4 separate regions of the Sus scrofa genome follow, and regions 2, 3 and 4 are each linked to region 1. Evidence: chromatin contacts called from public HiChIP or PLAC-seq and promoter capture Hi-C data. All regions are on one chromosome and are shown on one strand. The core of a region is the stretch at or near the end of the contact, and the rest is flanking DNA. Distances in the headings are between cores, read along the strand shown.

Region 1 (2,700 bases), core at 201-2,700:
TGACACACTCCCAGGAGGCCCTCCTGGATGATCACAGAACTCCCCCGCCTTCCCATACACATCTTTGCCTGGCCTTTGCATCTGCGATCCGTGTAAATTAAGTGTAGGTATACATATGTGCTCATGGATGTAGTGGCTATATGTTCATGTTCCCGTATAGATGCAAACAGGTAGGATATGTACCTATGTGCTTGTGTGTGAGCCAAAGTGTAGCAATGTGTGGTCCCGTTTATGTATATGAGTGCTCACATATTTCCAGCTTGTCCTTGTTCCTCGCCCCCTCAGCCACCTAATTCGGCGCTAGTGGGGGTAGGGGGAGTCTTGCTTCGACGTGGGAAGCTCAGAACTCAAAGCCCAGCCTCCAGCCGCGCCCAATTCGTGTCCCTGAGGACGAGTACCCACCAAATCGTGGCGCCTCTTTCTGAACCTACCCTGCCCAGAACTCGCGGGGTCCCCAAGGTGACCCGTGGCCCCCGGCCCGAGACGCGCTCATGTGGACTCCCAGCCCCGCCCCGATGCGCAGCCCCGCCCGTTGCCGCTCACCATGGGCCGCGACGCACGCGGGGAGCCAGAGCATGAGACAACACCAGCCCGCGGCGCCGGGGACCATCTCCAGGGCCCGGCCCGGCGCCCCGCTTCCTCCAGCCGCCCCTCCGCGCGTAGCTCGCTGGACTTTGGCCTGACAGCTGCTCTGGCCTCCCGCCCCCAGACCCGCTCTGGCTGCTGGTTGGCGGACTGGAACGAGGCCCACGGCTGATTGGCTCTGACGCCTGCTCATGTAGCCACATTTTCCGCCCCTGCGCCTTAGCCCACTTCCTATTGGTCGAGAGAAGTGGGGCCGAGGACTGATTGGTCCAAACTCTTAACTGCAACTGCCGGCCCCCGCCCCAGCCTGTCTCAGTTTGGATTCGATTCGGCAGCACCTTGCTGGCTGGTGGGTGGGTCGGCAGAACTGGAGGTGGCCGATCGCAGGACTGGCTTCAACCGCTGAAAGTCTCGGCCAATACTCCTCACGGTCGCTTTGCAAGATGAGGGTATACCTTCTTCCAGCTGTGCCTTCCTCCTTCCCATCCCCTCCTTGGAATGGCATTCCTGTAGCTCTCAAGTGGTCTCCGGTGACCCCTACTCTGATCTTATTGCCTAGTTCCACCAGCGCTTGCGTGCCCTGGCGACGTGGCCGGATGTACACGACCCTCGAGGAAGCTCTGACCAGTGCCGAGCCAGAATGCGAGCATAGGGGCTAGGTGTCCGCTCCTGTTTCTCTACCATTTACTATGCAGCTGTGACTCTGGACACCCTTCCTAACCTCTCGGCCTCAGTTCCCTCATCTGTAAAGTGGGCATGACAACAATACCAATAGGTTTGTGAGGATTAAATGAGATCACTCACATCAAATGTTTACTTGGCAAAAACTGTCCCTCAGTCAGCGTTCAATAAATGTTTGCCTTTATTTCATTCCTTGGCCTGGCTCCAGAGGGAGAAGGGGAATAGAATTAGAGTTAGTGGGTGACGGGGGCCGAGCAAGGACCCTACATACTCAAAAAGAATGACACTTTCGAAAGCCCGCGACCCTTGCATTACCAACACTTCCTGTAACAGCTCCGGCAGAGGACCAGCCTCTGGACCTTCTAGCCACGCCGACTCTGTGGTAGCGAACCATAGAGTGGCGGAAGTGGCCCATCCCCTTCCTCTCCCGGTCCAACTGCTTGGCGAAGGTTCTGGGGACTTCTTTGGCGCGGAGGATTGTGGGGTTGCTGGGCGGCCCGGGCGCGAAGCAGGGAAGAGGAGTAGCGGGCCACTGGATAAGCTTACAAGATGATGGTGAGTGGCGTCTCGCGCATCCGTCTCCATCCGTTGCCATCTGGTTGGTAGCTGGCGCCGCCCGGCAAAGGCCGGTCCCGCAGGACTTTCCTCTGCCTAATGACTCGGTCCTCGCCCCGACCCCTGTCTGTGGGTGACCCCGGCCCGCCGCGGCCTTGGTGGGCCCGGGCTCCGAGTAGGGCTCCTGGGCGAGGGCTGTGTGGCACTGGAGGAAAGGCTCTGATCGGGCCGGCTGGGGACTACAAGTCCCAGGGTGCTTCGGAACCCGCGAACCCGCGTTGGCAAGCTGGTTTTTGGACCCCCCCCCCCCCCCCGGAGTCACGACCCGGGTGAAACGACTGCGGATTGAGCGTGCATAACGCGGTCGACGGCCGGGCTTGGAACTTCTGGCTGCACTGGAAAATTCGAGTGTAAAGCCGGGTGCTCACTAGGACCGGCAGAGGCAGCATGGGGACCTTATGTTGAGCGGAACCCCGGATCTCAGCTATGCCTCCCTCCCTGCCAGCTGCTACCAAATGGAAACAGACCCTTTTGCTCGTACTTGAATTCATTCATTCACTTGTTCGTTAAGTAAAGTCATCTTTAGTGTCTACTGAATGTGCGGGGCTCCGCTGGTTGTTGCAGGTGCAACTCTTCAGCCAGAAGAATGGGTAGGGCAGATGGGCACCCTGCTTCAGACGTAGGAAGATCCGGCCTCTGACTCTGACCCTGTCTGCTACCCTAGATGTGACATTAGACAGCTTTCCTAGTTGGCCACCTAACTTTAGTTTTCGTTTTTCTTAAATTAGGGCGGTTAGTGAATCTGGGAGGCTCTCTGTACCCACCCCCCTTTCCATAGTATCCCTTTCTCCATCTCAGAGCTGCAGGTACCTTCCTTGG
Region 2 (2,700 bases), core at 148-2,647, 360 kb after region 1:
GGCTCGGATCCCGCGTTGCTGTGGTTCTGGCGTAGGCCGGTGGCTACAGCTCCGATTAGACCCCCTAGCCTGGGAACCTCCATATGCCGCGGGAGCGGCCCTAGAAAAGGCAAAAAGACAAAAAAAAAAAAAAAAAAAAAAAAAGTTTACACAATGAAATTTACTTTTTTGATAAGATTTTAATTTTTTCTATTATAGTTGATTTACAATGTTCAATCAATTTCTACTGTACAGCAAAGTGACCCAGCTATACACACACGTATATACACCATCTTTTTCTCACGTTATCCTTCATCGTATTCCATCACAAGTGATTAGATATAGTTCCCTGTGCTATACAGCAGGATCTCATTGCTTATCCACTCCAAATGCAATAGTTTGCATCTACTAACCCCAAATTTCCAGTCCATCCCACTCCCTCCCCCCAAAATGAAATTTACTTTTAAAAACTTATCTTTCGCTGCCTATGGAATGTGGAAGTTCATGGGCCAGGGATCGAATCAAGCTTCTGGAGAGATAGTGATGGATCCTTAACCCAGGGCGCCAAAAGAGAAGTCTGAAATTTACTTTTAGATTCTACTAGTGGAAACCGCTAGAATGACTGCTCATCTACCGAATTACTCTTCCTCTGAAAACCTTGCCAACAGCCAAGATGGACCTTAACAGCCAAGGAGTCCACTGCGGCCTCTCTGGCCACAAAGGTTTCTCTGGACACTAAGTTTCTGAATGTGGCAATGAACAAAACTAAGGTGAAATCGAGCTGAGAATTGAGTAATTTCTAAAAATAAGTGAAGGAAAATTCACAGAGAGCAAATTTCCACACAGAGAAGACCCGAGGATATGTATTTAGCTATAAAAATAAAAGTAAAAACACAGCTCATCTCCTGATTTTCCAATGACATTCATTCAGACACACCTAGTAGAAGATATAGGGCATGGACAGGCTGATAGTGATAGGGGTCAACTTGCAATCAGTTTTAATAGAGTTTGTACAGTTTTCTCCAAAGAACTGGGACAAGGTAGCTTTCAGAATTGACATAAGCATTTAACACACCTCACAAATATGAAGGACGTGAAGGCATGGGGTAAACCTGAGTGACCAGACTCTAATTCCAAAAAATGTATGCTTTATGTAATAGATTTTATTTGATTCCATACTTTCTAAGCTTGTTTAAGATATGTTGCATTACAACTCGTGTAGCTTTTCACTCGGAGGGAATGCATCGGTCCATTTACGGTGTTCGTATTAATCTAAAAACAAAAGTTAGCTGGGTCCTTTATTTGTTTCCCACTCCTTCCGCGCTGATTTTCCTTTACCAAAATGGCCTCCCCCCAGCTCTCTTCTCATTGGTGGGTTTTTTTCCGCAGGTGACAGCTCTAACCCCGCCCCCAGACACTGCCCCGGGTCCTAAGTTCTTGGGAGTTTAACTGATAGCCCAGTTGGAGGGGGCGGGGCGGGGGCCGGATGTGACGTTTACGGAAGCTCCGAGAGTCATTCGCGGGGACAGGTGGGGAAGGGTCCCGGGAATGTGGTGGGGCTTGGGTGCTGAGCGTGGTCTGACAGTGACGCGGAGTGGCGGCCGTGAGTGTGGGACCTGCAGCCCACTCCTCCCCGCACCGCCTGCCCAGCCCTCTGCGCGCGAGTTCCCTGACGGCTCCGGTGCCCAGTCGGGCCCAGCGCGCCCCCGCCTACCTCATGGGCCCTTATGCTGTTGTCAAGAGGTCCCTCTCCGCTGTATACGCCCCCATCGCTCTTCCCGCTGCTTCCTTTTTCCTTCTCATGTTTACCCCTTGGTCCTTTACGGCACCACCTCTCTGGAGTATTGCTCAGCTCTGTAGTACTGGGCACCACCTGCTGGTCTCGGGAGTGGATTCCATTCGCGACAAAAATATCCTCTACAGAGAGACAGGGAAGAGCAACGAGCTTCCTCTGTTTCAGATAGCTTTGATGGGCTTTGCCCTGAATTTACTAATTAGACAACTGGGGGAGGTTTTAGATTTGCTAGTGGCTTTCTGAGCCCTTAAAAAGGCTCCTTACAGGAGACAGAATGCCTCTACATCCCTGGTAGTCCCCACAGCTTTTGTACTATGGGGGTGTATGAGAAGCAGCAGCTTGGTGGAGAAAGTGTCACTTAGAGATAGAATTGGCCTGGAGAAAACTATCTCTTAGGGAGGGGTTGGAGTGGAAAACAACAACAGTGTATAGACAAATGAAACTGAAATGTAAAGGTTTCTAGGCAGATATGAATCATGACTGAAGCAAAAGATCTCTGTGGGGAATGAGTAAGGTTTAAGATTCAAAGGAAAAAATGGGCCATTTGACACAGGGTCTTGAATTTCAAAACCTGTGGTAGCTTGTGTATATTCTAGAACATGCTGGTTAGGGTGTGCTGTAATTCAGTATGTAAGGTTGGAAGTTAGAATCTGATTCTAGCAGTAGCAATATCCAGAAAGATTCTAGAGGGGTTCCTTGGTGGCTCAGTGGCTTAAGGATCTGGTGTTGTCACTGTTGTGGCTTGGGTCACTGCTGTGGCACAGGTTCGTTTCCTGGCCTAGGAACTTTTGCATGCCCTGGGCCTGGCCAAAAAAAGAGAGAGAAAGATTGTAGATTACTGCAGTATGAGTCCCAGGTGGTGTTTTGTTGTGTTGTGTTTTTTTTTTTTTCTTTCAAGTTACCTTTGTGTCCTTTTGTTATTCGAA
Region 3 (2,792 bases), core at 134-2,633, 310 kb after region 1:
GTACTCAGGAAACAGGTCCAGTTGCTCTGTTAACTGCATTTCATAGATAAGACAGGATTCTGTTGCACAAGACCAAAAGACCAAAAGTTAACACCGTAGGTCACTAACAAAAAAATATCTTTACTTAACGAGATATTTTTTTGCTTTTTAGGGCTGTGCCTGTGGCATATGGAAGTTGCCCAGCTGGGGGTTGAAATCAGAGCTGCAGCTGCTTGCATATACCCCAGCCACAGCCACAACCACAGCCAGGCCAGATCTGAGCCGTATCTGTGACCTGCACCACGGCTCACGGCAACACCAGATACTTAACCCACTGAGCAAGGCCAGGGATCCAACCCGAGTCCTCATGGATACTAGTCACGTTTGTTACCGCCAAGCCACACTGGGAACTCCCTAACAAAGTAACTTTAATAAGAACATATAAAAGTGTTAAAATAGAAAAATCTATCCCGAAAACACATCTGGCATTCTCACAGTATACTGTCTTCCTAAACCTGCTGTTTCTAGCTTCCTTTACCATTCCTGGCGAAGGATCAAGGTTGCCACCTGATCCCCTGCTTGTGCAGTAAGTCCGGCTCTGATCCGTGGATGAGATGCCGTTTCCCCAATAGACAACTAGGTGCAGATTACCAAAAATGTTTTAGATCACAGGTTACTTTTAGCATTAATGAAACCTCACTCCAACTTCTTAGCCTTTTTAGTTTTCTTATCTCACCATTTGATTTATGTTTTAGCAGCACCTAGACACAAATACGAAAGAAGAAAATAATCTTACAGAGGAAAAGTATGACATGACTCAGAGAACTCATTTCACACATGGGGATTTAAGCAGGGAGGGCACAATGCTTTAATAATACTGGCCCTTTATAGACATAAATTGAACAAGAAAAGGACGGGGTATATACAAAGACATAAGAGAAACATGACAAATAACTACAAAGACATATCCTTGCACAGAAAAACAAAGCATTGCAAAAATTTGATCTTTAAAACAATTTCAATCAGTCCTAATGAGATATTTGGGTGAGGCAATTTGATAGGTTCATTTTATCCTTTTACCTAGGAGGTTCCATTTACAGCATTTTTCTCAAAGAATAAACTGGCAATCTGAAGGTTTATGTAACAAGAGGTCCTTATCATTATCCTAACAGTAAAAGCTGAAAAGAACTAGTAACAGGATTTGTTTTCACTAAACAACCACTAAAAACTGTAGTCTTGAAGAGTACTTAAGGATGTATAAAAACAGCAATAAATAACACTAAAACATTTGATGTGGAAATCAAAACATAAAATTGTGGGTTTTTTAAAAAAGGTACACATACACACACACACAAAATTGAAAGAAAAATACAACGAAAAATTACCTTTGACCTGCTGGAATTTCATCTGACTTTTTTCTTATTGTAACAAAAGAAAAAAAGAACATTTGTGAATAACGTCCTGGCACACAGCAGTTCAGTCATAATCAAGGTCCAATGGAAAAAAAAATACAGAAAGATAAAATGTACACCCAATTATAAAAGAAGATGCACCCAGAAAACAAAAACACGAAGTACACCAAAATATGGCCATCTTGGGCAGTAGAATTGAAGGCAATTTCTAAGGTCTCCTATAAATATTTTTCTATGTGCTGAATTTTCTACAATGAGTACTCAAAATATATAATGAGTACATACAACCAGAGAGAAAAAAAATGTGGTTTTTGTTTTTACATGAGGGGAAAAAGGACCTCTAGCAAACGTCAGAATAGTTTGCTTTTCTTTTACATAATTCATTCAGTCCAGAAACTTCGAGTCACTGCTGGATACTGACCTCTCACTCAAATCCCATATCTAATCCAAAAGTCTTGTCAATTTAAATTTTATTTTTCACCCTGCCCACAGCACGTGGAAGTTCCAGGGGCCAGTAATCAAACCCGGGCCACAGCAGGGACCCAAACCGCTGCAGTGACAACGCCAGATCCTTAACCCACTGCACCACAGGAGAACTCCTTGTCAATTTTTAATATCTTGACGGATACAATTCTCTCCATACCCACTGCCACCACAGTGGGCCACCAACTCACATCCACAGTTTGGCCTCCTAGAAGTGCTCAGCTCACAGTTCCTGCCCTCCTATCATGCAGCCGCCACCTGGGAGTCAAAACCATCTTTTCACAAACAAGAACAAAATAATGCCACTTGCAGCAACATGGATGGAACTAGAGACTCTCATGCTAAGTGAAGTAAGTCAGAAAGAGAAAGACAAATACCCTATCACTTATATCTGGAATCTAATATAGGGCACAAATGAACCTATCTACAGAAAAGAAACAAACTCAGGGACACGGAGAACAGACTTGTGCTTGCCAAGACGGAGGGGGAGGGAGGGAGATGGACTGGGAGTTTGGGGTTAGCAGATGCAAACTACTGCATTTGGAATGGATAAGCAATGGGATTTTGCTGTGTAGCCCATGAAACTATATATGATCACTTGTGATGGAACATGATGGAGAATAATGTGAAAAAAAGAATGTATGTATGCATAACTGGCTCACTTTGTGAGGCAGAAATAGACAGAACACGGTAAATCAACTATAATTTAAAAACTATTATCGGAGTTCCCGTGGAGGCACAGTGATTAACGAATCCAACTAGGAACCATGAGCTTGCGGGTTCGATCCTTGGCCTTGCTCAGTAGGTTAAGGATCCGGCATTGCCGTGAGCTGTGGTGTAGATCACAGACGCGGCTCGGATCCTGCGTTGCTGTGGCTGTGGTGTAGGCCGGTGGCTATGGCTCCAATTCGACCCCTA
Region 4 (2,798 bases), core at 86-2,585, 340 kb after region 1:
GGGGAACTTCCACATGCTGCAAGTGTGGCAAAAAAAAGAAAAAGAGAGAGAGACGTGACATAAATGTTGCAACTCTCATTTTAAAAAATTAAAATATAAAAGAAAACCTGGTGATAAAAGGACTGTGAACTTCACTTAAAGTTAGGAATCACAGTGAAAAGTAATATGTGAACTGACTTGTGTAGGATGAGTTTGAACTAAGGTTAATTCAGAGTATCTGAAGCATAGAAAGTGAAGGCAAAAGTAGCAAAGACGGGGGTCTAGAAGCAGAGAAGATTCTATACCATGCAGGGTCTTAGAGGTCAAGGGTTTGTTTTTTATTCTTAAAACAATGCTTTGGGGGGAAAAATGCTTTTGAGAGATGTTTATGAGCAATATTCCAACTTTGTGTCTTAAAAATATTTCTTGTGTGAAGAATGGATTGAAAGGAAACAAGAGTAGATATACAGACACTCGTAGGGACCTAATTGCAACAGGTAGCCAAGTTCAGTATTAGAACGCTAATGGAGAGGTGACAGTTTCAAAAGAAATTCAAGAGATAAACTGAAGCGAACTTAATGTGGTAAGAGAGGAAAAAAGGAAAATCTCAAGGAATAAACGAGTTTACTGCGCATGAGCAATGTCTCCAAATTAATCATTTGAACGTACAGAGGTAGATCTTCCAAATGTCACCGGTTAAGAAGCAACAGAAACCACACAAAGCAACTTTTTCGATGGAAAACTCGGCGGCGCTGCTGGGTTTTTTCACTCAAATTCAATTATTACATTTTCTGTAGCACAACTTGAGGAATTGAAGGAGACTCCATTTCAGTAATTAAGAGGAAATCCCAACACTGCCGCTTCCATCTTAAAAAGCAGTCTCTCTGCATTTTACCCGAGAAGCAATGGCCAGAGCCTCGCTTTTAAAACAACGGGAAGAAATGAAAACATCAGACCGTCCCTTCCAGCTACTACGTACGGCGAAGCGAGAGGATGAATGCCCCGTAGCACAAGTCGGGCGGGGCAAGCGCTCGGAAGCCACAGTGACAAGCAGAGAGCGCAGACCTGAAGCCCAGGCCCAGGAGCCAAGGCATATTACCTTTCCGGGATGTGGTTTCCACCTTTCTTCTTGGCGGAGGAATGACCAGAGTAGACCCAACTCTGGCTCCAGCGTCTGTGAGCATGATGACAGTGGCTCATGTAGCCCCCAAGAAGACGCCCACAGAAGGCCAAAAATGCTAAACTCGCCAGGCCGGCGCACCCAAAGCTAGACTCGATCCGGAACCGGAAGCGCCTAAGCAGCAACCCTCGCCGCGCCCCGATCGCCTTGCTGTTGCGCATGCGCCACTGCTCGTCGAGATGACGTCACCACGCCGGCCGACTAAGAAACTTGATTAGTAAACAAGACTCTGCTGGCTGCAGTGCCCTCTTTAGCGGGCGGCTGGTAGCACAGGTCTGTTAGTTTGTGTGTACCCTCAGAAGTACAATAGTGCAGGACCTGGAAAGCTGTCTCACAATCCCAGTTTCTTGTGTAGTGCTAACATATTTTACAAACGTTACAGTCACATTTGTTGTACCTTGTATATAAGTATTTGTACATAATGTATATCCTATATTTTAAATAAAAGCAGCATACTATACATATTCTGCAGTCTAGCTTGGATACTGATTTCCCCAATTTATTTATACATTCATTCCATTCTTTCATTTTTCTTTTTTGGCCGACCCTCAGCATATGGAGTTCCTGGGCCAGGGATCAGCTCTCAGCCATAGATTCGACCTAAGCTACAGCTGCAGCAATGCCGGACCCTTAACCCACTGTGGTGGGCAGGGGAACCAACCTGCACCCTAGTGCTCCAATGCCACTGATCCTATTGTGCCACAGCAGGAACTCCTCATTCTATTCCTTTTAATGGTGCATAATATTCCATACTCTATATAACTAGTCCAATATTGATGGACTTACAGTTTTCGGTTTAAAAAATAATAATAATAAAAAATAATATCCTGCAGATGGGCTGCAATGTGAACATCCTAATACATGTATACATCTATATCTATATTTCTAGAAGTAGAATTGCTGGAATGAAGGAAATACAAATGTAAAATTTTGAAAGAGGCGTTCCTGTTGTGGCTCAGCGGGTTAAAAACCCTATTAATATCCATGAGGATGTGGGTTTGATCCCTGGCCTCACTCAGTGGGTTACGGATCTGGCATTGCCCCAAGCTGTGGCATAGGTCAAGGATGTAGCTCCAATCTGGTGTGGCTGTGGCTGTGGTTGTGGCCTGGGAATTTCCATATGCTGAGGGCATAGCCCTAAAAAGACAAAAAAAATTTTTTTGAAAGATAATGCCTAATTAATCTCCAAAAATATTGTATTGGGAATTCCTGCTGTAGTGCAGTGTGTTAAGAATCTGACTGCAGTGGCTCCGGTTGATGCAGAGGCATGGGTTAGACCCCCAGCCCAGCACAGTGGGTTACAAGGATCTGGCACTGCTGCAGCTGCAGTATAGGTCATAGATGCGGTTCAGATTCAATCCCTGGATCAGGAACTTCCATATATATATGTGTATGTGTATGTATATACACACATGCACACATATACACACACACATAAATATGCCACCAGTGTGGCCATATATGTGTGTGTGTGTCTGTGTATTTATATGGTATCAACTTAAATTCCCACTCATTTATTGAGTTTCTGTCATGTGCCTGGTATCACGCTGGATGTTGACAGTACGTATTTATGTTTTAGAAATACCAAAAAATACGAGAGAGAGATAAGAATAGAGCTCAAGCATAAGATTTCCTCACA

Evidence for each region. Promoter capture Hi-C pulls out the DNA fragments that hold promoters and counts their contacts. HiChIP or PLAC-seq counts read pairs in DNA pulled down with a chosen protein or histone mark.
Region 2: an H3K27ac HiChIP or PLAC-seq map of alveolar macrophages shows a contact between it and region 1. The contact joins the promoter of STAMBP here to the promoter of PRADC1 in region 1. A contact is called at or near these places in 2 of 5 promoter capture datasets (fetal liver and liver) and 1 of 2 datasets of contacts at active chromatin or transcription factors (alveolar macrophages).
Region 3: an H3K27ac HiChIP or PLAC-seq map of alveolar macrophages shows a contact between it and region 1. The contact joins the promoter of TPRKB here to the promoter of PRADC1 in region 1. A contact is called at or near these places in 3 of 5 promoter capture datasets (fetal liver, fetal skeletal muscle and liver), 6 of 47 Hi-C or Micro-C datasets (embryonic fibroblasts, liver, mesenteric adipose tissue and 2 more) and 1 of 2 datasets of contacts at active chromatin or transcription factors (alveolar macrophages).
Region 4: a contact with region 1 is called in a promoter capture Hi-C map of fetal liver, with 4 times the contacts expected there. The contact joins the promoter of DUSP11 here to the promoter of PRADC1 in region 1. A contact is called at or near these places in 2 of 5 promoter capture datasets (fetal liver and liver), 5 of 47 Hi-C or Micro-C datasets (alveolar macrophages, fetal skeletal muscle, heart right ventricle and 1 more) and 1 of 2 datasets of contacts at active chromatin or transcription factors (alveolar macrophages).

Annotation. Positions count from the first base shown.
Region 1 is chr3:69,545,588-69,548,287 of Sscrofa11.1, reverse strand. PRADC1 (protease-associated domain-containing protein 1) reads right to left here and starts at 1,450. Exons shown (of 5, transcript XM_003125011.4): 1 at 544-1,450. The coding sequence starts at 778.
Region 2 is chr3:69,186,953-69,189,652 of Sscrofa11.1, reverse strand. It overlaps STAMBP (STAM-binding protein), which reads left to right and starts at 1,397. Exons shown (of 10, transcript XM_003125008.4): 1 at 1,397-1,508.
Region 3 is chr3:69,236,916-69,239,707 of Sscrofa11.1, reverse strand. It overlaps TPRKB (TP53RK binding protein), which reads right to left and starts at 1,383. Exons shown (of 5, transcript NM_001144846.1): 1 at 1,365-1,383; 2 at 1-59. The coding sequence starts at 39.
Region 4 is chr3:69,204,709-69,207,506 of Sscrofa11.1, reverse strand. It overlaps DUSP11 (RNA/RNP complex-1-interacting phosphatase), which reads right to left and starts at 1,335. Exons shown (of 8, transcript XM_003125007.6): 1 at 1,079-1,335. The coding sequence starts at 1,320.